Regions from separate parts of the Mus musculus genome. Here region 2 is linked to region 1. Evidence: chromatin contacts called from public Hi-C data. All regions are on one chromosome and are shown on one strand. The core of a region is the stretch at or near the end of the contact, and the rest is flanking DNA. Distances in the headings are between cores, read along the strand shown.

Evidence for each region. A called contact is a pair of places that touch in the nucleus more often than the background predicts.
Region 2: a Hi-C map of muscle stem cells shows a contact between it and region 1, with 2.4 times the contacts expected there. The contact joins two enhancer-like sites. A contact is called at or near these places in 3 of 39 promoter capture datasets (embryonic stem cells and hippocampal neurons), 1 of 484 Hi-C or Micro-C datasets (muscle stem cells) and 1 of 115 datasets of contacts at active chromatin or transcription factors (embryonic stem cells).

The regions. Positions count from the first base shown.
Region 1 is chr4:125,129,222-125,133,712 of GRCm38.p6, forward strand. No RefSeq gene overlaps it. Among named protein-coding and RNA genes, the nearest start is that of Zc3h12a, 3.6 kb to the left of the region's middle. Within about 2 kb of position 2,485, at least 98 of the 459 cell types and tissues checked have an H3K27ac peak or open chromatin away from gene starts, as enhancers often do. A contact at or near this core is called in muscle stem cells, where this site is marked.
Region 2 is chr4:125,411,730-125,415,950 of GRCm38.p6, forward strand. No RefSeq gene overlaps it. Among named protein-coding and RNA genes, the nearest start is that of Gm40247, 32 kb to the left of the region's middle. Within about 2 kb of position 2,797, at least 34 of the 459 cell types and tissues checked have an H3K27ac peak or open chromatin away from gene starts, as enhancers often do. A contact at or near this core is called in muscle stem cells, where this site is marked.

The sequences.
Region 1 (4,491 bases), core at 1,235-3,734:
CTAAGGACATTGGCTGTTTTAATAAAATGGTTTTATAGTAAAAGATACCACCAACATAGCTACATACATTCAGTCTAAAAAGAGATAACAATAATTTTTATTGACTTTATTTAGTTTTTAATTACCGTATTGATGTGCATGGGAATTTTGTATGCATGCCTGGTGCCCCAGGAGGCCACAAGGGGCTTAGGACCCCTGGAACTGGAGTTACAGATGGTTGTGAGCTTCAACATGGGTGTCGGAAATCAAACCAGGATCCTCTGGAAGAGTGGCCAGTGATCTTAAACACTGAGTTCTCTCTTCAGCTCCCAACAATAATTTTTAAAGCTGCATCTCTGTTATCTTTTGCAGGTTTGTTTGTTTGTTTGTTTGTTTGTTTGTTTGTTTGTTTTTCGAGACAGGGTTTCTCTGTATAGCCCTGGCTGTCCTGGAACTCACTCTGTAGACCAGGCTGGCCTCAAACTCAGAAATCCACCTGCCTCTGCCTCCCAAGTTCTGGGATTAAAGGCGTGAGCCACCACTGCCTGGCTTTCACGTAATTTTGTATACCACGTACATGCTTGGAGCCCTGGGAGGTCAGATTCCCCCCAGAACTGGAGAATGGATTGTTGTGAGCTGCCATGTGGGAACTGAACCTGGGTTCTCTGTAGGAGCAACAAGTGTTCTAAGTGGCAATTTTTCCAGCCCTGTTTTGGTTTTAGAGACTGGGTCTTATGGATTCCAACCTAGCTTTGACTCACTATGTAGCAGAGGTTATCCTTGAATTTTAACCCCCCCACACACCTTCTGCATACTGTGGTGACAAGAATGTGCCACCCTGCCTGGCTTTCCAGGTATCTATTGTCTAACTTGAAAACTAGGTGCCAGCCGGGCATCGTGGTGCATGCCTTTAAACCCAGCACTTGGGAGGCAGAGGCAGGCAGATTTCTGAGTTCCAGGACAGCCTGGTCTACAGAGTGAGTTCCAGGACAGCCAGGGCTACACAGAGAAACTCTGTCTCGAAACAAAACAAAACAAAACAAAACAAAACAAAACAAAACAAAACAAAACAAAACAGAAAACAAGGTGCCTTTGAGGACTTTTGGGCGTCCCTATCACACCGCCTTCCCTGGTCTGGAGGAAGTTCTGTCTTGAATCTGTGCCAGCCATTCCCTCACATTGTCCCCTTGTGTTAACACTGCATTGTTTAGAGTTTTAGGTAACTAGAGTCCTATAAAGACATGGTCTCAGCCGGGTGTGGTGGTGCACGCCTTTAATCCCAGCACTTGGGAGGCAGAGGCAGGTGGATTTCTGAGTTCCAGGCCAGCCTGGTCTACAGAGTGAGTTCCAGGAGAGCTAGGGCTACACAGAAAAACCCTGTCTCGAAAAACAAAACAAAACAAAACAAAAAAAGACATGGTCTCCCTTTTCATACAGGCTTATGATGATAAAAGTCCGTGTCTGTTGCCTGCATACTATACTTTATTCTGAGACTCACAGAGATCCACCTGCCTCTGCTTCCCAAGTGCTGTGATAAAAGGCGTGGAACACACACACACACAGCAGCTTCCTTTCTTTTCTTATTTGCATAGTAATCCATCAACAGTGTCTTGCTAGCCCGGCGGTGGTGGCACACACCTTTAATCCCAGCACTAGGGAGGCAGCGGTAGGCGGATTTCTGAGTTCGAGGCCAGCCTGGTCTACAAAAGTGAGCTCCAGGACAGCCAGGGCTACACAGAGAAACCCTGTCTCGAAAAAAACAAAACAAAACAAAACAACAAAAAAACAAAAAACAAAAAACAAAAAAACAAACCAGTGTCTTGCTATGTAGATAAGATTTGATTCTAGCTTGTGATCCTCCTGTCTGTGTCCTGAGTCTTGGGATTACTGACCCACACCACCATGGCTTGCCCTCATATAGAGTTGAGAGTGTCACTAGAAGGATGAGAAGGGTAAAGTTAAGACCTGGAGTCGGTGGGGCTGGAAATTCTGCAGCCTTCCTTACTGCATCCATCTCCCTTGGATACCTGGTTGTGGAAGCTATGGGAGGCTGCAGGGAGGAAGAAGTACACGTGGCTGGTTGGTCTTGAGACTGGTGTCACCAAGACACATAGACATGTGATTGATTGGTGTCTGGCACTGGACGGTGGGAACAGAGAAGGAACCCAATGTGTCCTTGTTGAGTGCTAGCTCGTGACCGGTGCTAAACACGTGGCAAGCTCACGGTCAGTCCTGCTGAACTCAGTGTACTGTACCATCATCTCCTGCATCCCCTCTTGCATCTGGGCTCAGTGTTAGTGAGCATCATTCTCTATGGTAACCACCTTTCAGATGGTGGAAATATTAAGTGACACATCTGGGTTAAGAGCCACTGACCTGCCTGGGTCCTCTTCTGGTGAGGGGACTAGACAGGGATTCCACCAGTGTTCCCAGGCTCTGTGCTGTCCAGCACTTAACAGAGGCAGCTGGCAGGGCTAGCGATGAGTCATGCAGCAACCCGTAAGCCACAGTCTCCCTCTCTTCCGGTTTGTGATGATGATTCCTTCCTGAGACACCCTCTTCTGCAGAAAGCCCTGGCCATTCCTGAGAAACCATGCTCCGTTTACAACTGGGTTTTGCAAGCTCTGGCCCAGCTCCCAGGAGCCCTATAGATCTGTTGACCCCAAACCCATGTCCCATTCTGCCTTTTGCATGCCTATCTTGGGGACTAGGCTTCATAATTTCCTTCCTAGAGTTTTTCTGTTCTTTGTCACCTGGAGAAGGTCTAGAAACTTCTGGATCGTCACTCCTTAGGGCTAAGTGGGGAAGGCTGGCGAGGGAAAGTTTCTAGAAATGATCCTGGCTTGGGGATAACAAAAGAGCTGGATCTCTCTAGAGGCCTTAACAGTGACCCTCATGCCTTAGTTAAGTGACTATAAAGCTATCAAGGCCTCCTGTAAGCTGAGAAGAGGCTTCTGTGGGATCCTCAGCTACCAAGCCTGTAAGCTGTGGGGGCCTCTGAGTCTTTATGTGGGATCCAAGGATTGAATTTAAGTTGTTATACTTGAGTATCAAGTGCCTTTGCCTGCTGAGCCATCTTGCTGGCTCCGGTATATTTTTTGTTTTGTTTTCTTTTTAAAGATTTATTTATTATTATAGGTTAAGTACACTAGCTGTCTTCAGACACACCAGAAGAGGGCATCAGGTTTCATTACAGGTGGTTGCTGGGATTTGAACTCAGGACCTTTGGAAGAGCAGTCAGTGCTCTTACCCTCTGAGCCATCTCGCCAACCCGTATGTTTAATTAAAAAGGAAAATATTAAGATTTTGTTGTTGTTCTTGCTGTTTGAGTATTTTGCCTGCATGTATGTCTGTGCACCACATGCATGCAATATTCAAGGAGGCCAGTAGAGGGCACCGTATCCCTCGGAACTGGTGTTACAGACTGCTCTGGCCATGTGGGTGTTGGAGTTCAAATCTTAACTGCTAAGCCTTCTTCCTGTTCTTTCTGTTTTAAACAGTAACCGAACAATTAATTTTTATCAAGTTCTCAAATATGATGCAATATATTTGTGTTATTAGCTTGTTTTAAAAATGTTTCTTTTTGTTTTAATTTCTTGGTTCTTTTGAGACAATGTTTTACTCTGTGGCCCTGGCTATCCTAAAACACACTATAGCAGTGGTTCTCAACCTTCTAATGCTGGGGCCCTTTAATACAGTTCCTCATGTTGTGGTGACCCCAACAAGAAAATTGTTTTCATTAGCATTTTATAATTGTAATTTTGCTACTATTATGAATTGTAATGTAAATATCTGATATACGACCCCCAGATTGAGAATCACTGCATTATATAGATCAACTTGGCCTCTAAATTGTGACAATCCTGCCTCTGCCTCTACCTCTGCCTCCTGAGTGCTAGGCTCACAGGCATGTGTCACTTTGTATGGCTAAAAGTATGTGTCTCTTCAGAGCAGCAGAGCGGCTGAGACGGGGAAAGGTGAGCCTGTGGTACCTCCTAGAGCCAGACACTTAGGACAGTCAACCACGGAACAAAGGCACAGGGTTAAGGGTGCTGGGCTGGTGGAGCTCCAACATCTCCAGCTAGAGCAGTGTTCACAAGGGACACAGAGCAGACATTTTGATGCCAGGTTCAGCTATCTCAAAGAATAAGCTGGAGGGGGCTGGGGGAAATGGCTCAGGGGTTAAAGCACAGGCTGTTCTTTGAGAGGATCTGAATTTGGTTAACAGCACCTACATGGCAGGTCACAATTTGTAACTCCAAGCCCAGAGAATCTGATGAATCAGACACCCTCTTCTGGTCTCTGTGTACAGGAGGCATTACATGGTACATAGACATATATGCAGACAGACACCCCTCTCTCTCTCTCTTTCTCTCTCTCTTCCTTCTTCACCTCCCTCTCTTCCTTCTCTATCTCTTCCTCCTCCTCCGCCCTCCTTTTCCTCTTTTTGGGATAGGATATTTCTTTGTAGCTCTGGTTAGCCTAAAACTTAATGTAGACCAGGCTGGCCTT
Region 2 (4,221 bases), core at 1,547-4,046, 280 kb after region 1:
GGCACTGAACATCAGAGGCCTGTTCAAGGATAATGTTGGTTTGTTGCCCAAAGGGAGTGATGTGTGGCAGGAGCCCTTCCCACTGATGACCAGCCAGAGAGGAAGGTGAGAGGAGGGTTGGCCGAACTCTCGTACCCTGGGGCTGCTAAGGATGCCAATGGTGGCTTCCAGACAGTAAGCTGAACACGGAACCTGGCAGTTGGCTGGCTGGCTCTGCCACAGATTGGTAGCGGAGGGGATGGGGATTGTTGAGTCTGCTTCTGGGGATCTGAAGTCAAGCTGCACAGAGTGGGTCTGTGGCTGCAGTTCGACCTTAGTTCCTGGTCTGAAAGATGGAAGTCATCCCCTCCTGAGAGCCAGGAAGAGAAAGAAGGAGAACTGTGGTCTGAGGGGGTGTGCTTCCCAGTGGTTAGAAGCCAGGTATGCTAGATCTAGACCCTGGCTCCTCCATGTCTTTGGGTAAAAGAACTCCACTGACTCAGTTTCCCCATTCTCAAAATGTAGATAAGAAATAGTCCTTTGTCTCCTATCATCAACCCCGGGGGTGACTGTGGTAAGGTAGGCTGAGTGTTCAAAGCAAACACTGGTGCATGGGTCCTGTGAGCCCTTAGCTGTGGTCCCTGTGACAGTGGGGATGGTGTTGGGGTTGTGTCTGAGATGTAGAACTTCTTGTAGGACACTGTGCAGGAAAAAGGTGCTGGCTTCCCCTTTCATTTCATCTGATTCTTATAAAAGCACATGCATAATATATAAGGCATATATTTATGAAGATAATAAAACGAACACCAATATTCTCACTCTGGTCCAAGAACTAGAACATTCTCCAGGCATGGAAACCCTCCACGTCAGCCCTAGTCACACTCCAGGCTCCAGTGTGTCCCAAAATTGGATTTGTCACTGACCTGCTTTCTTTAAAAACTATAAAGTCTGTGGTGTGTGTGTGTGTGTAAATAAAACAGGCATTTATTTTACAACTCTCCCCATATTTGATTTGTATGGTTGTTTTCTCTGTGTAACTGCAGGAGACTTATTTCCAGGGCTGTGCAGTTCAACAGGGTGGTGTGATCCCTGCTATGAATCCAGGGTCAATGTCATACTGTAGTGAACATTCCCACTGTAGCTCCAGGGGCTCAAGGCCATGGTTTCTGGAAGGTTCATGTTTACAGGACAATCACAGGGTACACAAGGTGCAGGCAGCATGGCCTTGCTCTTTATAGCGTCATCCAGTTTCCAGATGTGTTGAGAGAACATAGTGACATCAGACCAGACCAGGCTAGACCTAGGGCAGTGGGGGTCAAGGACAAGGCACGGACCTAGGATAACTCAGGCCTATTGGGGGCCAAGCAAAAACAACTCTTTGTGTTCCTGCCCTGAGCTGCACCATTCTCACACTCTCTCCACTGAGACCCTGAGATACGTAGGGTCCCTGAGGATAAACAGGCGAGTCTCGAGGTCACCATGAGCAGCCTGGACTCTGCCTGGAGACCCAGCCTGCACCTGACCCCCTTTCTTCCTCACCTGTCCCCGTCAGCACCAGTAGTGGAGAAACTGAATGTTAGAGAGGCTGGCATGGTCAACACTGACTTATCCACTCAGTAAGTGCCTGAGCTGTGCCCTGACTCCCAGGTGGTCAGGATTCTAGGAAGAGGTGGAGCACGGGAGAGTCAACCAGCACTGCGTGTACCACCAGCCCCACACTAGAGATAGAGGATAAGAGGAAGCTGGGTACTAAGGAACACTCTAGACACTCCAACGGTGGCTACTGGAACACTACCTGATCCATTCATTAAATTGGTACCTGTCTGGAAAGGTGTCTGGGAAGGCAGAGACTTAGAACTAGGGATGAGACATTTTCTAGAAGCTTCCACTAACATCTGCGGAGGTAAGTGCCCTCTAAAGCTCATAAAGAGGCTTTTTTTTTTTTTTTGGTCCCCAGACAGGGTTCCTCTGTGTAGCCCTGGCTGTCTTGGAAGTAGCTCTATAGACCAGGCTGGCCTCAAACTCAGAGGTCCACCTGCCTCTGCCTCTGAGTGCTGGGATTAAAGGCATGAGTCACTACCATCCAGCTATGAAGAGACTCTAAGATGCTACCTTTGAACTCTCTGAGGAAGGTCTCAGGCCCCCAAGGACCTTTGGATGGGAATTTAGACTCTTACCATTTGCATTTTGCATCCTTGCATCTGCTGGAGATATGTAGCGAGCTGATCCAGCTCCACTCCGCCTGGCAGGGCTATTTCTCACTCTAAGTGATACATCAGCTCCAAGGATGGAGGTCACGCACTGAGTCACGTTGCCTTAGAGAGAATAGGAGTCACTAGACAGCTTGCTGAGGCTGCAGTTCCTGGGCCTCCTATAGGTCTGGGATTCCAAGGCTGGGATTCCAAGGCTGGGTGAGAGTCTGCTGCGCCCAGACATCTGTCTCCCTCGACATCACAAAGCTTAATTTTTTTTTTTCTGAGACAGGGTCTAGCTATGTAGCTCTAGCTGTTCTTAAACTCACTGTGCAGATCAGGTTAGCCTCTGATTATATAGTGTGTTTCCTCAGCACCCCCAGCTAGTGTCTGCTACAGGCTGGGGAGGGGGCAGGTTGCTCTCCCCACAACTGGTGACTCAGAGATCCAGGCTCCTCTGGTCTGGGGATTTCACCATTCTTAACTCATGTCTCCTAAGTCACTGAGAAAGGAGAGGAAAGCCCAGGGATACTCACTCCCCAGTGGTTTTCACAGCTGGCCTAGGAAGGATAGTTTTCCATTCTACTCAGTGCCCATTGGCCTAAACCCAGCCACATGATCCCAATCTGACTGCAAGGGAGCCTGGGAAATGTAGTCTTTTATTCAAGAACAGCAAATTGCCTTGAGATCTGGGGAGCAACTAGCCTTTTTTTTTTTTTTTTTTTTCTGTCATGGAGACTGGATCCATTCTGGTTCATAGGTTCCTGAACCTTTTGGGTAAAGAAGGTGGCTGGGCCGTGGCTGGTTCTGGAAGGCCTCACTGGTCACACTTGGGTCTCTCAGCTCATTTAGAAAAAAGTTTGACTTTTTTTGGGGGGGAGTGGGTTGACTATTATTCACTCATGGCTTCTCTGTCCCCATCTTGTCCAGCTGGAGCTAGACTGGCTCATGGGGTTCCTATAGACTGATCACTATGTCTGTTGAAGAGAGCATTTTGGCCTCGGTGGATTAACTCTGTAATCAAGTAGCGATGTCTGCCACAGTATAGGAGAGGCTGGTGCTGGTGTGAATGCCTTAGAGTGCAACCTCATCATAGCCACTATAGGGACACTCGTGACCCTCCACAGCTTGTCCTTGAATCCGATCCTCCACAGTCTGTCTCATCTCTACTTGCCACAGAATGAAGAATAGGTTTGGAACAGCTTCTGTGTGTAAAAAAGAGCCATGGCTATTAGCTGTCATCTTGATCATCCCATCTTGTTTGCTCCTGTGAGCCAAGCTGCTATGCCTATACCCCATCATGGTAAGGCTTCCTAGAATTGGGCTGAATGTGGGTGATGTGAATTGACCAACACAAATTAGAACCATCCTTATGCCTCCCTCTTTCCTGCACCTGGTCTCTATTAATACAGCTGCAGACTGTATTAGCCCCTCATTGATACATACACCTGTGCTACGCTGATCAACTCTCTAAAGCCCACGTGCCTGTCTCATATACATTACAATCTAGCCCTGTGTCTCAGCCTCTCCATCTTTGTTCAGATTCTCTTTACTGAAGATTGAGACCTTGCATTCACTCCTGTTTTATTTCATCTCGTGTGGTTCACCTTCAAGACTGCCAAGGTCCCCTTTCTTATGCCTTGAATGCTCTTTTGTCTGCTCCTAAATTGACTTTTCACAGCTGGTGAGAAGCCGGGGTTGGAGCGGTGAGCATTGTAATCACCGTCCTCACGCAGCACTGGCTCTGCCTGGTGCCGTGCACTTTGCATATAGGAACTCGCTAACGCTTCAGAGGGTTACCCGAGGCCAGACCCCAATCCCAGACGCGGGTGGAGATGCCCCCTTCAGCCCCGGTCCCTGGGACTCAGAGGCACGATATGATACAGCCTGGGTTTAACTCAGTGTCTTTCTAACCAGCCTTAATACTGCTAGCCCCAGCACCACACTGTCAGAGAGAGGGAGGAAATTCAAGGCCAAACTTGGAGCTGTCCATCACAGAGCAAACCCATTCCAGTTGTCTTAAGTAGGGTATAATTTATTATAGGATGGA